Linked DNA regions of Arachis hypogaea: region 2 is linked to region 1. The links are chromatin contacts, called in public Hi-C maps. All regions are on one chromosome and are shown on one strand. The core of a region is the stretch at or near the end of the contact, and the rest is flanking DNA. Distances in the headings are between cores, read along the strand shown.

Evidence for each region. A called contact is a pair of places that touch in the nucleus more often than the background predicts.
Region 2: a contact with region 1 is called in a Hi-C map of leaf, with 1.9 times the contacts expected there. The contact joins the enhancer-like site here to the promoter of LOC112791750 in region 1. A contact is called at or near these places in 2 of 8 Hi-C or Micro-C datasets (both in leaf).

What each region holds. Positions count from the first base shown.
Region 1 is chr3:132,502,109-132,509,683 of arahy.Tifrunner.gnm2.J5K5, forward strand. LOC112791750 (large ribosomal subunit protein uL15x) reads left to right here and starts at 2,625. Exons shown (of 1, transcript XM_025834702.2): 1 at 2,625-3,248. The coding sequence starts at 2,625. The coding sequence ends at 3,068. It overlaps LOC112791748 (protein DETOXIFICATION 29), which reads right to left. Exons shown (of 7, transcript XM_025834701.3): 4 at 6,034-6,090; 5 at 5,594-5,951; 6 at 5,430-5,516; 7 at 2,580-5,337. The coding sequence ends at 5,248.
Region 2 is chr3:132,544,295-132,551,869 of arahy.Tifrunner.gnm2.J5K5, forward strand. No RefSeq gene overlaps it. Among protein-coding and RNA genes, the nearest start is that of LOC112791751, 22 kb to the right of the region's middle. Within about 2 kb of position 3,272, at least 3 of the 3 cell types and tissues checked have open chromatin away from gene starts, as enhancers often do.

The DNA.
Region 1 (7,575 bases), core at 1,375-3,874:
TAGTCCCTCTCCTTGGTACAGCAGACTTCTTGGTCTCTTTTGATTTCGACCATGGTTTAGGTATTTCAGTGGGTAGCGACATTTTTTTGGGTGGATTTTTCGACTTGGTTTTACTGGGTTGAGTCACTGTTTTTGGAGGTGGATTGGGGTTGGACATAGGAGTTGCAGTGGGGTGGGATTGTACTTTTTTTGCTGGTTTACTAACAGTAATTGAAATAGGTTGGAGCTTTGTAGTTGAGTCTGATTTTTCGGTGGGAATAGTGGTGTCATTTGGTGCACAGGTTGGAGTAGATGCTGTTGTGGTGGAAATTGGCTCGGCATTGTCATTGGTGGTGGGGTTTAGGGTGGGATTCAAATCCTGTATCACCAAAACCTCCTTCCCTTTAGATGAAACTACCTCTGCTTCCTCAATGTACAGAGGTTCTGAGACTCCATGTTCATAGTAAACATGAACAACCCACTTGTTCTGCTGTCCAAGGTAGCACATCTCCAACAGTTCCTTGTCATTTGTTAAAGTCCTTAGACCATTTTGCAACGGCCTATTAGGAACCAACCACCATGTTTGAGTGACCTTGTCATATCCAAGATCCTTGTGGTAGTCTCGGACAAAGAAGACGTTCAATTTGTCTGTATCAACTCTTGGCAACTCAAAGACATCTCCACCATTGTAAGTCACACCTCCATCAAAATCTGTGATGAATGATCTTCCATGGTGAAATAGTATGGTAATCAAATCATCACCCATCTGCAATTTAAATTTTTTTTATCTTATATCAGCCTCCCTAAACTTCAACCACATTACCAACTTACTAACTCCATAACTAAAACTGTAACAGCAGTAAACCCTTGGACAAAAAAATAAGTTTTCGTCTTAACAAAAACCCCCTTAGTTAGCCTAACCACTAAGAAACCTCCTCCTGATCAAACCCTAGCCAATACCCCAAAACACAAGCATGCATTCTGACATAAAACACTCCAACAAAACGTTTTTTCTCCTTGTGAAGAATAGATTAACAACAAAATTTAAAAAACAGAGTTTCACCACACATTTAAATATTTTTTTTGCGTACCTTTATCAGAGAAACCCGTCTTCACAACTCTCTGTATGCTGCAGATGATGAAGGCGATCCTCTGGAGTTTAGGTTCTCCACCGAAATACGCTCCGGTGACTGCAATAGCACTGGCGCCAGTGAAGAGGATAACGGAGAAGAAGAGAGCTCTGCTTTGTGTTGTGTTTGTGTGTTTGAGTATGGGAGATGAGACGTTAGTGTAACATTGAGGGAGGGGTTTTTTTTCCCATAAAACGATGACGTTTTATGTCTTTTTGGCGCCACACCAAAAACGACGTCGTTTTGGGTTGCAAACGTGTCACTAACGACGCCAGGTCAGCTTTCCGATTGCGCCAGCTGGACGAAATTCATCGGAAGGACCACTATGAGTACCGGAGATCAAGTTCAGGAACGATCTAGACAAATTTTTAAGTTCAGAGACTACTTTGATCCTCGAGGACAACTTAAGGAACCACTTTAATGCTTACCTCGAAGGTTTAGGTTCCTCACATCAAGTGGTCTGTAACCAATTAAAAAAAAAAAAGAAGAAATGATATTACAGCCGCGAGAGTAGATAATGTAGTGAGTTTACTTGGAATTTTTTTCCAGAAGGGTGGGTTGAACAGCTTCTACTTATTATATCGTCACAATATTCACTCACATTATATACTCATTAATATTACGAGTTTTTATTCACCATTGGTCTTAACCAATCTCAAATTTAAATATACTTATTGCAAGACATAGATGATAACTAATAAACTAAAGCATTGCGTGTATTTACTTGGCACTTAAGAATATGATCTCTGTAGTTGGTTAGTTGTGGACTGTCCAGTGTCGCGTATTGGCTGCTTTTGATTAACTTGATAATTGAAGCTCAGTTTTTTCGTATTGTCAAGAGATTAACTTAACTATAGTTATACAGTTATAAAATTGGTGAAACATCAGTCTGAATGCTCATGGAGCAAATCAAATCAAAATCAATTAAACTTGTCGTAATTGATCATCTAAAGAACAAAAATTTTTGTGATGTTTTCTGGGCCAACAACATAACAGGTTCTTCTTTATTTCTGGCTCGACATTATCAAATAAAGGCTCAGAGCCCAAATACAGTATGGTTCTTGGCGGCGAAGTCCGAAGTGAAGGCGCCGCGCTTCCGTCTTGGCAACTCAAGCAAGGCGAGAACGACGGGGAGAGCAGCAGGTCCGCCGGCGAAGATCCGGGCTAAAGCGCCGATGCAGGAGACGGCGGGAAGAACAGCGACGACGAGGAATGAGTCTTCAGAAACGGGATAAGGTACCGATAAAGAGCTACAGCTGCAGATTGGGGAAGGAGAGCTCTTCCAACTCCGGGTCGGGTCATAGGTTTGGGGATCCGGTTTTGTGTGATTTGGGCTTGTCTGTTGTCCTGGACTCTAACAAAAAAAAGGCCCATAACACCAAAACCCTAGTTGTAAAACCATAAACCAAAAAATCTAAATCCATCCTCACGCAACTATAAAATACCCCAAACCCTAATTCCTCTATCTCTGTCCGCCGAACCCCTACCTTCAGAGTGCTCGCTTGAGATCCGAAGATGACAACTCGCTTCAAGAAGAACCGCAAGAAGCGCGGTCACGTGAGCGCTGGGCACGGTCGTATCGGAAAGCACCGTAAGCACCCAGGAGGTCGTGGTAACGCCGGTGGCATGCACCACCACAGAATCCTGTTTGACAAGTACCATCCCGGTTACTTCGGTAAGGTAGGTATGCGGTATTTTCACAAGCTCCGCAACAAGTTCCATTGCCCAATCGTTAACATCGACAAGCTGTGGTCATTGGTCCCGCAAGAGGTGAAGGATAAGGCCTCTAAGGAGAAGAAGGCTCCATTGATCGATGTAACTCAGCATGGTTACTTCAAGGTCTTGGGAAAAGGTGTGCTCCCTCAGAACCAGCCTGTTGTCGTCAAGGCTAAGCTTATTTCCAAGGTCGCCGAGAAGAAGATCAAGGAGAACGGTGGCGCCGTCCTTCTCACCGCTTAGGTTTCCTTTTAAACTTCATTTTCTTTTTCTTCATTCAGGAGTTTTAAGTTTTGTGATCTGTTGAGACTCTGGTTTCTGATCGTTTTAATTTTAATTAAATGCTGTTATGGATATTTTCCGAATCGTAATGCTGTCTTATATTGCTAAGGATATATATATTTTTTAGAGAAGTTTATTTCATATGCGCTGAACCGTTGTTTCAATTAGATTAGTTAATCTATTAATCCAGTTTGCGCAATGGAAATGGTTCTTCAGGAGTGCTTGGAGAAATCTATTCTAGGTTTGTCTTTTGATCTGTTTAATTCATATCCGCAACCAAATCTATTCTGCAATCTGTTAAGCTGCGGTGGTATGTGCAGAGAAACTATGAAGTTGCCTAATTTTTATTAGGCTACGGATTAATAGATTGTGAAGAAGCTTTAATACTCGGGGGTAATTCACGGTTTTCTTAAAAGAAAAAATTATGGAAGCGATTAAATTCATCAGTCCACTGATCAGTATGCTTGCGGCCTAAAATCAAACTTCCAATGTAATTGTTAAGGATAATCTTGTTCCGCCATTTCCAATAAATAATGCATAGATATTGAAAATACAGTAGTAGTAATAGTATTGGGATTTTACACCATAACAAGTTATCTTCTCACGGAAATGGGGAAATGTTTTAAGTTTTACCTCCTTTCTCCTGCTGGACTTCGCTTGGGCTAGAGTGTGAAATTCAAACTTTTGTTCACTTTTTTTTTTATAATTTGTGCAAAACATATTTGTGTAATATTTTATCATTAGAAGGTTAATTTTTTTTGTTGGTAGAATCGTATGGATCTACCTTATAAAGTTATATATGACATTTTAATACTACAGTCCCAACACAATAGACAATACATGTATTACAACAAAACCCAAGAGCTTCTTTGAAAGCCTGATAGCCCATAGAACATATAGAATTTACAAATCAATTCCATCCCTAATCCTACCCTCCAGCCACCTCAATCAACGATATTTGTTCCAGTTACAGCTCCGTATGTTTAGTGTATAGCATGAGACATGGACACACAGACATAGTTCATCTCCATTCATAACAAAAAATTACGCAGGTAACAAAAATTTTAGTAATTTTAACAACAAATTTAATACATATCTTCTTAATCAAATAACAAGTAATTAATTGGCATGATTTCTATTTTGAATCCTTGTGTCAATTTTAACTTGTTAAAAAAATTAATTGGAGGGTGAAATATTTCAACGCGTAGAAGCCAATGGAAATAAATTATCCATAGTATCCATACTATAATTTTTTTCCTAATACATAATATTAAAAAACAAATAAAAAATAGAATTTCATTTTAGGAAAAAAATCCAGAAAAGGGCAAATAAAAGGATGAACAAAGATGAAGATGGAGACACAATTGGTCGATGATAAAGGTTTGATTGCAATATGGCAGAGATACAAATCGCAGATCTGGAGATTTAGAAGAAGGAAGAAGACAGAGACGCAATCTGGAGAGTATGAAGAGGAAGTGATGGCAGGCCATGAAGAGAGAAGAAACAACCAAATAGAGGATGTGTGTGGGCGTGTCTCTGTCTTAAGCAGACACACCCACTAACCAAACACTACTGTAATTCATGGAAACCTGGCCTCCAGTTGGATGACTTAGACCTTCGGTTAGATTTTTTCGACTTATATGGGGAACCGGAACACAACCTGGATATGGAGCGCTATACTTGGGTGCAACAAAGCTAGTACTACCAAAACAGAAGCAACAACCTCTAAATTGATTCTTTAATTTCTTGCAGATTGCAAGCCGGAAGGCAAAGTAGCATTGTGACATAAAAGAGAGTTCAGAAGGGATGAGTGTTGAGAAAGAAACAGGTGAACGGAAGAAAAGGATGAGCAGCAGCAACCCCATCCACTACAGCCCTATCGTCCGAGACTCAGCCACCCCTGTTTGAGGGGTGGAGATAGAGAAGTGCTAGAGGATTATCGAAATTTATTGTTTTTGACCATCACATTTGATGATAAAAAATAATAAATTTTGATGACTTTCTAGCATTCCTATCATACGAGGCAACTAGGCATAACACTTCTAAATTATACAACTGGGCTAATGTTGGCCCTTGAACACAAGTTTGACAAAATGAAATTAAATACATAAAAAACTTGGTTCTAGAATTTGCAACACTTTCATGTTTGCTGATCATTATTTGCGACACCATTGGGTTTTGAATCTTTATGCCCACCCCACTTCTTTATTCTATCTTCTGCAAGGGAGGCCTGCCATCAACACCCAAAATTAGCATGAATATAACATAATGAAATTGGTTTGCATGCAATGTGATATGGTCTGATCTTCACAAAAACGTTACCTCTTTGTCCCAGTCAGTTCTATATACTATGATGAATAGAACACAAGTTTGGACAATGGTCCCCGTGAGCATCCCAGACCAGATCCCCTGGAAATATCCATCATAACATATCACACGACTGAATAATAGAGAAGGCAAATAAGGGAAGCAAGAGAAAGGCTTACAATGACACCAAAGTCAAGCGCATATCCCAAAATAAGTCCAAGAGGAACTCCAAAAAGATAGTAACAAGCAATGTTGACATAGGCAACAAGACTCTGCCACCCTGCCCCAACGGCAACACCTGAAAGAACAGGCTGCACATTGTTGATGATGATGCAAAAGGCCAACATTGGTGTCAGCTCCATCACCAGTTCCTTCACCGCTGAATCATTCGAGAACAAGGAAGGGTATTGCTTCCTGAACATGATAAGAACCAGTGACATTGCTAGACCCAGCACAAACGATGTTATCACTGCTACCACTAGCGAGAATTTCGCTGCTCTTGGGTGTGATGCCCCTAGTTCATTTGACACCCTCACACTGCCCACAACTCAACAAAATTAATTCATCTTAATTAAACAATAACCACTTTACACTTTAGGATTAACACAATAACAAATACCTTACTGCTGCATTCATTCCAAAGGATACCATCACGGTCCAACCCAAGATGTTCATGCTGCAAATCCATTGCTACAAGGTCAGATATGATTTCACCAAATTCAAATAGGCTATACTCATAGCACAATTAAAGTAATGCTGAAAGATTAAGTATATCACAATTCCAACATGTGCTTAATTTTTCAAGGACAAATTTGAAAATTACTTTTGGCAGAAACACATAAGAAAGTAGTGTGCATGGTCACGTCCCAGAAAAAGTATGCACGCATGGTAAAGGAGGAAGAAACCAAAATAGTTTAAATAAATAAATAAATAAAAATTTCAGTTTTGATAATACTTAATGGAGATAAATTCCATTGATTTTTCTAGAATTTTAATTTAGAATTGTAGGTGTGTGAGATCCATTACTAAAGTGATCAGAATTTGTATGTAGTTATACTGGATTCGTAGCAAGTGCATCCATATGTATCGGTAAGGCCGTGTGTGAAATGTTCTTTCTGTTTTCCATGAGAGGTCCTTCTTTGCTTTTCCAAAAATGCTTAAACCATGGTGGGGTCTGTAGCATTGTGATATATATTCACTAGATTCCAAATTAAATAAGGTGAATGCTATGGTGCCTAAAATGTGGTGCCTATTTACTAAAAAGAGTTAAAAATCAATATTTAATTTAAAAAATATAAAAATAAATAATTTTTAAAAATTTAAAATTTACTAAAAAAAAGTTAAGCAAAATTTAGATACCAAATCATAAACACTATAGAATTGGCCATTAAATAATTGAGGGAGCTTAAACTTCTCACTGTTAAATCGATCAATCACTTTTATATCAAGGAAAAGAAAGAAAACGACAAATGTTTTTCTTTTTCTTGGGTGGGGAAGGGTGTGGAATGATTCAAAAGGTAGTTTTGCATGAAACATTACTTTAAATTTTATCAAGTGCACACTATGATATAAATACTAATGATGGATAGTGATGAGAAATCATAATTTATATAACGGTAATGCTAAGGTAAAAAAAATCGTCCGAACTTATTTTATATAATATTTATTAATTAGTATAATAATCAATAAATGATCAATAAAATAAATTTTGATTATTTTTTGGTTAATTTATGTTGATCACCAAACATTTTCGTTTATATAATTTGATGATAGCTCCCTCTTGGCCCCTGCCTTTATGCTTAAATTAATGAATTTCTGTCGTTTGGCTGAGTGTGGGAGCAAGTGCCTAGTGGCAATAAGTTTTCATTTTGACTTTGCTATCCATTCCAAATGCTATACACAAAAAAAAAAAAGAGAGTTTTATGGTGTCTTTATTATGGTATTTAAATTATTTAATTTCTCTTTTAAAGTAAAAAATAAAATGTTTAAAATAAAAAATAAATTATATAAAATTTATTAAATATTATTTATTTATTTTTTTTAGTAATTTAAATACAAAATAATAGATATTATAATATTCATTCTAAAAAATTATTAAATAATTATTATAATTAAATTAATCACCTAATATTGAATAATGTTAAGATTTACACATAATTAT
Region 2 (7,575 bases), core at 2,022-4,521, 43 kb after region 1:
AGCATATAACCCAATTGGCAAATCAAGCTTGGGGGTTATGTATATCGTATCCCTTATACGTCGAACAAATCGGGCTATACCTCAGTCAAATTAATTCAAAATTCAAAATAACTGTAAACCCCTCAACGTATCCAAATCTCTCTTTCGAAATCTCGCCTTTACGTCGGTTACGAAGATCTTGGCACTAACCAACGAATAATTCCACCTCAATCAAACTATAAATCAGGTGGAGTGCCGACAATAGGAGACAGATCATTTCAACACCAATTCATTAATCATATTCTCGCTTTTTGAGTAATTTTTTACTGACTTAAGCGTCGAAGTCCTTTTTGCAGGTACCACACTCGGGTCCGAATTCGCAAGGGTATTACATTTTCAAACCGAGACGTTGCTATAATAGAACAGGACAAAGCCGAATAGTATTTCGAAAAAGAATATCTTTGTCTAAACACCTTCAATTTGCAAATAAATATTTAGTTAACTCTATTATTTTTTATACTATAACAACCTAATTATAAAATTAATAATAATATAAAGATTCAATTAAAAAAAATATATAAAAATTTAATAAAATAATAAGAATAAAAAAAGTAAGTAAACCTAAATTATATACTCCTTATTTTCGCCGCACAAAAATCTATAGAATGTCCAATTGTCCATCATATTTTGAAGAGGAATGGGATTGCTACTCGGCTGTCTTGGTGGAGCAGGTCAGTAGTCAACATTTAGCATTTTTTTTTGAATACTATGGTGCCTATTATTTTTTACCTAAGTTATTAAAAAAGGTAAATAAATAATATTTAATAAATTTTATATGATTTATTTTTTATTTTAAATATTTTATTTTTTATTTAAAAAAAAAGTTAAACAATTTAAATACCATAACAAAGACACCATAAAACTCACCTTTTTTTTTCGTTATGCATGATCTTGTTTTCTTGTCCTTTTGTTGTTTCTACGTGATCATTTTACCAATTTACCCACATATTTTGAGTTTTTGACTAATACTCTAGCAAATTAGCAATTATATCAAATGATTAAGAATTATTATAGCTATTCTTTTATTAAACATTATAGATGTCATCTAAGATACAAAGGGTAAATCATTAAAATCGGTCTCGATTTTTGAATACGCTGACAAAAGGTTAATATCATCCATTTTTGTTAATAATAAAAATATTCTCAAAAATCTTCTAAAATTTGATAAAAATACATCATATTAAATATATATTTTTTAAAAATACTTTAAAGATTAAATTTAATTATAGTTTTTTACAAGCATGATAAAAAGAAGACATTTTTTATCCTTACCATTTAATAATTTTATGCTAAGTAGTTTTATTTTGCAATTTTTTTAATAATCAAAAAAAAATAAAAATTTATAGAGATCAAATTTTTATTTAATTTTTTATGTATTTTTAAATAGTTATCCAAATACTATTTACAATTTTTGAAAACGTTGACAAAAATATTTTTTATTTTTAATGACAACAAAAATATTCTAAAAATATTAAAAAATACGATAAAAATAATTAAAAAATATTTTTATAAATGGCAAATAACTTATTTTAACGAATGATAATAATTGTTTTTTAAGATGTAATATTTATTTTGTTTTTAAAATTTTGTTTCATAAATAATTTATTTTTAAGAATGCATGATAATAAATTTTATTTTTTTAAATTATTAATGAAGTCGTTTATTTTAAAAAATACGACACCTTTTAGTTTTTGGATAAACTGCTGTCTCACAATTGGTAATACAGTGTTAATGTGACCAATTAAAGTTCTATAAATTTTTTTCCCGATTTCATTGATATATAAGAAATGGAGCACAATAAATATTCTTTGCTACATATAAATAACATTTTACATTCAACATAGATACTATATCAAACTTTAAATTAAACATACGCTTCTAATTGACGGCAAACTTATTTTTGCTCTTCCCGATTTATGAGTTATCTGAATAAAATTGTAGAGAATAAATTAGAGACACAATATTGTCGTTATTCTCCTATTCTAATATCGTAATGTTTTAAGTTTGTTATTTTTAATAGTAGGAGTAGTTCCTGCAAAATTTCGATGCTCAACTTAGCATAGATCACAAAAAAAATTAAAATAGAGATCATACTTGAATGTATATATTTAAAATAGTGCATATATTGTGAGGTTGTGATTTTATGAGTTTTCTTATGTGAGTTATTCTTTTCATGAGCTACTCTCGTCATAAAATGTTTGATGTCTTATTGTCGTCTCATCATATAATATTCTTAGACCCATATATATATAATCAATATTATAATATTCTCTTTTAATAGTAGAATAATGGTTACAAGATAATAATTAACCTCATAAAATTGAATTATTAAGTATTAAAATGAGTTATGAGAAATTAATATTTTTTTATAATATATTTTTTGAAATCCAAAAAAATACTTACTCATCAAACCGATTTTTTAAAACTTTTTATGCTCTTGAATCCGAGTTTTAGTATTGGATTTATAAAAATATTCCAAAACAAAATTATACAACTTTTTTAAGAGGTTTAGACTATATGTTGATACTGTGTAACAGTAACGATGACTTCCATGACCTAGGAATCATCTTGTTATGTTATCTTCCATTTCTTCCTCTCTAAATTTTTCTTTTTCGGGTTTTTATTTTTTCTTTGTTTTTTCTTTGAAGTAGTCTTCCATTCCATCTTCAATTTGCTGCTGCTTTTGTAGTTTTTTTTTTTTTGCTGCATCGGGTTTGATCATACATGAAACATAGACCCAGACAAAATTCATTTTGGGCCATATTGAATTTAACTTAACTTAAAACAAATAAAAGCCCTAAATAGCATAAACGATGATAGTAACCCACTTCCCAAATGGTGGCAGAGGCCTATGTGTTGGCCTCATAGAAGCCACATCCCAAGTTTGAATCCCAGCTATAGCTGGGTAGTGATGGAATCTTTAGTATGTGTGAGTGAGTGAGTGTGTATGACCAAAAAAAGCAAAGCCACCTCCCAAATGTAAATTTTGTTATTAATTTATGTAATTAAAAAGAAAGTGGAATTTCAATAAAAAATAACTCAATTTAAAAAAAGAAATCAAGTGTTAGAAAATGAATTATGCTAAAATTTCAAGACGATAATTAATTTGACAAACTGAAAGTAACTTGCTTATTAGAAAAGAAATACAAAAATTTCAAATTTTTTTTTTCCAGTCCTAGGCAGTGTTAGTGTGCGTGTGTTGTGTCGTCTTCAATGATGGGTGATTGCTGCTGATTTGGCAGTCTTGTCGGAATCATTCCATAAAAAAAAGATGGGTATTTTATATTATGAGTAATCAATATCATTATTTTTTCATAAAAAATGCTATTAATAATGGGGAGCTGTAAGCAATATTGATACAGAACCAAGCAATTTCTGTAAAGAAAAAGAATTATATCTCACCAAGATTGTTGTTTCAAAGACTTTAGTCATGAAATTATCATTCTTAAGTAGGGAGTGTTGCGTCAATCGTGAAGAGCTCTCGATTATCGGAAGACTTTGGGGAGGAATCAAGTGAGATAACATAATATGAGAAAATATTACATTTAACTCAAAACTTTAAAGCATCAAGTTAATAGGTTTCTTATCTTATAAACTCCTCACTCTTTCGTACTTTTTGTAATATAAGACTAACTTCAACACTCCTCACACTTGCAACATTAACAGGGAGTACGATAACAACGTTATTAATTTGTAGGTGATAATTTTTTAGGGAAAAAAAGAAAAAGAGAGAGAGAATGGATACCGCTTAGATTCTGGATCCAAACACTAAACGACAAGAAACCATCTTGGAACTTAATCTTTATCAACAATAATAATCCTTCTTGGTTTTATTGTTATGATCCAAAAACTTGGACTCACATCATATAAATGCTCGAATTCAAATAAGCATAGATACCATGTCTCCACAATTAGGCATTGTCGACAAGCAAAATCTAGCTTATGTCTTGGTCAACGATACCAGCTACACTTCCTTCTAATTTTTTCTTCTTAATTCTAACTCAGAACAATTTTAGACGATAATCTACTGCTTTTAATTTTAATAATCACTCCACGCCCCTGTACCAATAGTTTATACTTTATACTACGTAATGTAATATGTGTAGCACTCTTGAGCCACATTAGAAGAGTCTCCATAATAATAATTAAAAAAAACATTTGGTCATATTTTTAAATAATAATAGAAGAATTTAAAATAAATCCAGCTTTTCAAACGCACAATAGTTTCTCTAAGCAAACATTTTTTTCTACCTACATCTCTTTCTTTTTTGGGAAAAAGAAATTCCCCCTCTATAATAATAACCTAAACTATATTTTCTTCATACTCCCTCGTTTGTTGGCTAATTATTAGTTGAAGAAAATTATTTTTTTTATCTCTTTCTTTTATTAATTATAACAATCCCATTATATGTACACCACTAAATTCGTTATCATTAGCAACCAATTATTTACTTATTTATGATCCACGTCATATAAAAAATCAAAATCAAATTTATTCTCACATATTATTAAAATATAGCAAATTTAAAGAATGAAATATATTTATCAAAATAAACAAAATTTCAATATGATAAATAAAAAATAGATCCTTAAAAATAAAAAATATTTTAAATTGATTTTAAAATTCAAATTCCAAATTTTTAAATCCTAACTTCAAACCCTAAATTTGAAACCCAAATTCTAAATTATAAATTCTAAATTTTAGATTCTAAACTAAAAAATTTCATATTTCACGCAATATAAATTGTTCATACCCTGACCCAATACTAAGGCCCAGGTCCAAATACACCAAAAGGCCCAATCCAAAGATTGGCCTTCGTTATTCACCGACTCCTTCAGAAGAGGTCGGACTCAACACAGACTTCTTTCCAAAGAAGTCGGGCTCAAGAGATAACTGGCAGATAACACTTATTCAAATAAGTAACTGTCCCTAAAATCTCTCAACCCACTTCTAGAAGTCATATCCCAACAATCCCTAGATAAAGGGACGGTTATCCACCTAAAAAGGTGGCACTACTCCAACGGTGGTTATTGGTTCACCACTACAAATACACTGACACCGCTTAGGTATCACTAAGTCCCAATACTCTCTAGATCTGCTCACACCCTTGCTAACTTAGGCATCGGAGTGTCTTTGCAGGTACCACCCCCCATTCTCTCACACTCACAAGTCGGAAGGAGTCTCTAAAGGCGCAAACCCGCTCAAAGGCTTCCTCCCTCATACGATTGGGCCAACCCAACGAGTCCAGCCCATTAACCTCCGGTTACCCAACGTAACATTGGCGTCGTTGCCGGGGACATGGAGCTCAATCCTTGATAATGGCGGATGATCAACAAGATGGTCGGACAACCTCTCGACATGAATAAGATGCAAGCATGTTAAAAAGAAGCTGGAATACAGTTTCTATGGATACCAGAAATCCCATAAAAACTTCTCCCAATGGAGAGAGGATATTAAATAGGGATGATGATTCTACTTCTACAGTTAAATTGGATTAAATCAAACAAAAAGAGAAGAAAGCACCATCCCAAGGCCATTGTAAAAGGCAAACCAAGACGAACTCGAAAGCCAATTGAATAAAAGAATTTTCAATTCAGAAAATTCAATTGGCAAAAGAAATTACGTGAACTAAGATGAACTCGAAAGCCAATTGAATAAAAGAATTTTCAATTCAGAAAATTCAATTGGCAAAAGAAGTTACGTATAAAAAAATAGAAAGGGAAAAAAGGGAACATGACTGATCCCAACCTCTTCGTGGAATAGAATGGATAACAACATTTGTGCCGACTTACAACCTCAGAAAAAAATCATGATACCCACTCATGATAATGGAGCAGTTGCATCTTCCAAATACACAGATTTTATAAATAAATAAAATGTCTCATATTGGTCAGTAATTAAAGAAGGAATAGAAAACATTGTTGATAAAAGCAATGAGAACTTTCTTCTCAATTTATGCCAAAAAAATGCAGCATCAGCTAATTTGAATGCAACCCAATCCGACAATGGATTGATGAATCCAGTTTTTTATTCATTGGATTCACATATCAATTACAACAGAGCAGTGAATAACACGAAAAATTCACATGGCACATCTTTTGTTGGTTGCTCACAAATTACATCACTGCCAATGAATATGAAAAGAAATAATCCTGTGGTGGAATTTGATGTCATTTGCACACCAATAAAGATGGATCCGATCCAAAAGACAAAGAAAGTCGGGGTGACAAAGGTCCGGTCTTCATTGGAGGGGATGATATTTGTTCTAAAGAGGTCATGCGTGCAAAGGTTCCAACTAATTTTCAACATCCCAACATGGATCCCTACTATGGATCTACTAATCCACATAACTATCTCAACAACTTCAAAGAAGTCTACTAGGTCGAAAAAAGTTGTACAAAATTCGACCTCTTTTAGAGAGCTCATAAAGAAAAATCCGACCTCTTTTAAAAGTCCGACTTTACAACAAGGTCGGATAGGCTTAAAGCTTACAGAGAAAAGTCCGACCTCTTTCGTGAGGTACGACTTCGAGAACCAGATCCCAAGCATAAATGGCCATGAGAAGGTCATACGAAGAAATTTTTCAATTGACAACCTCATCTTGATTCAAAATGACATCGGGCCAAAATCGGACGAAGAAAAGCCAACACCAAAATAAAAAGATCCCAACAAAGTCACTTAAGACTTGAAAAAGAACTACTACAACATACTTGACTTACTCAAAAATAATCTACCTAGATTGTGTCATGTCTACAACAAAAGGGATATTACATCTAGAAAATACACCTTACTCCCTAATGCACACTTTTTCTGACTTGAAGTGACGAGATCCAAAGTGGTGTAAGAAGTTATAAATGCAAATCGTGGTCCGACCTCACTAAGCCACTTGTACTAAATCAAGCTGGCAAGGGGCAAACCTAAAATGAATTGCACATATAACTTAAGGACAGCGTGACCATAATCAAACATCAACACAAAGAGGATGTAAACCCACCTCACAACAATTTGTTTAAAACAAATTGAAAAAAGGATGGCGATTTATAAGAATGCCTCCTCAAGCCAAGAGATAAGGATCCGACCTTACTAAGTTGACACAACAAGTATAAAACAAGTTATCCGACCTCCCAAAAAGAGAGTCCAAAATAACTTGTAAAAGTCATATAGCAACAAATAGTAAAGAATGGCATGACTGAATACTCGAGTCCGACTTCATGAAACTCGACCTCGAGTAGGGGCACTGGCTTATTATGAGAGCCAAGTCCAAAATCATCAAAAACCAAAGACAACATTCTACAATGATGCTAGAGCACAAAAGAAGAATTCGACCTCCTTCCAAAAATCTAAAAGCAAACTCAGATAAGAAAAGAGGCTTTAAGAAATTCTATAAAAAAGTTAGTTAACATTCAAAATTCAAAAGAAAAGCTTGACCTCCTTCTAGAAATTTGAACTCGGATAAGAAAAGAGCTTTTGAGACAAAGTATGGCTACGAGATTCGCCGCAAAAGACCTCATCTTGATAGGAAATAATATCGGGCT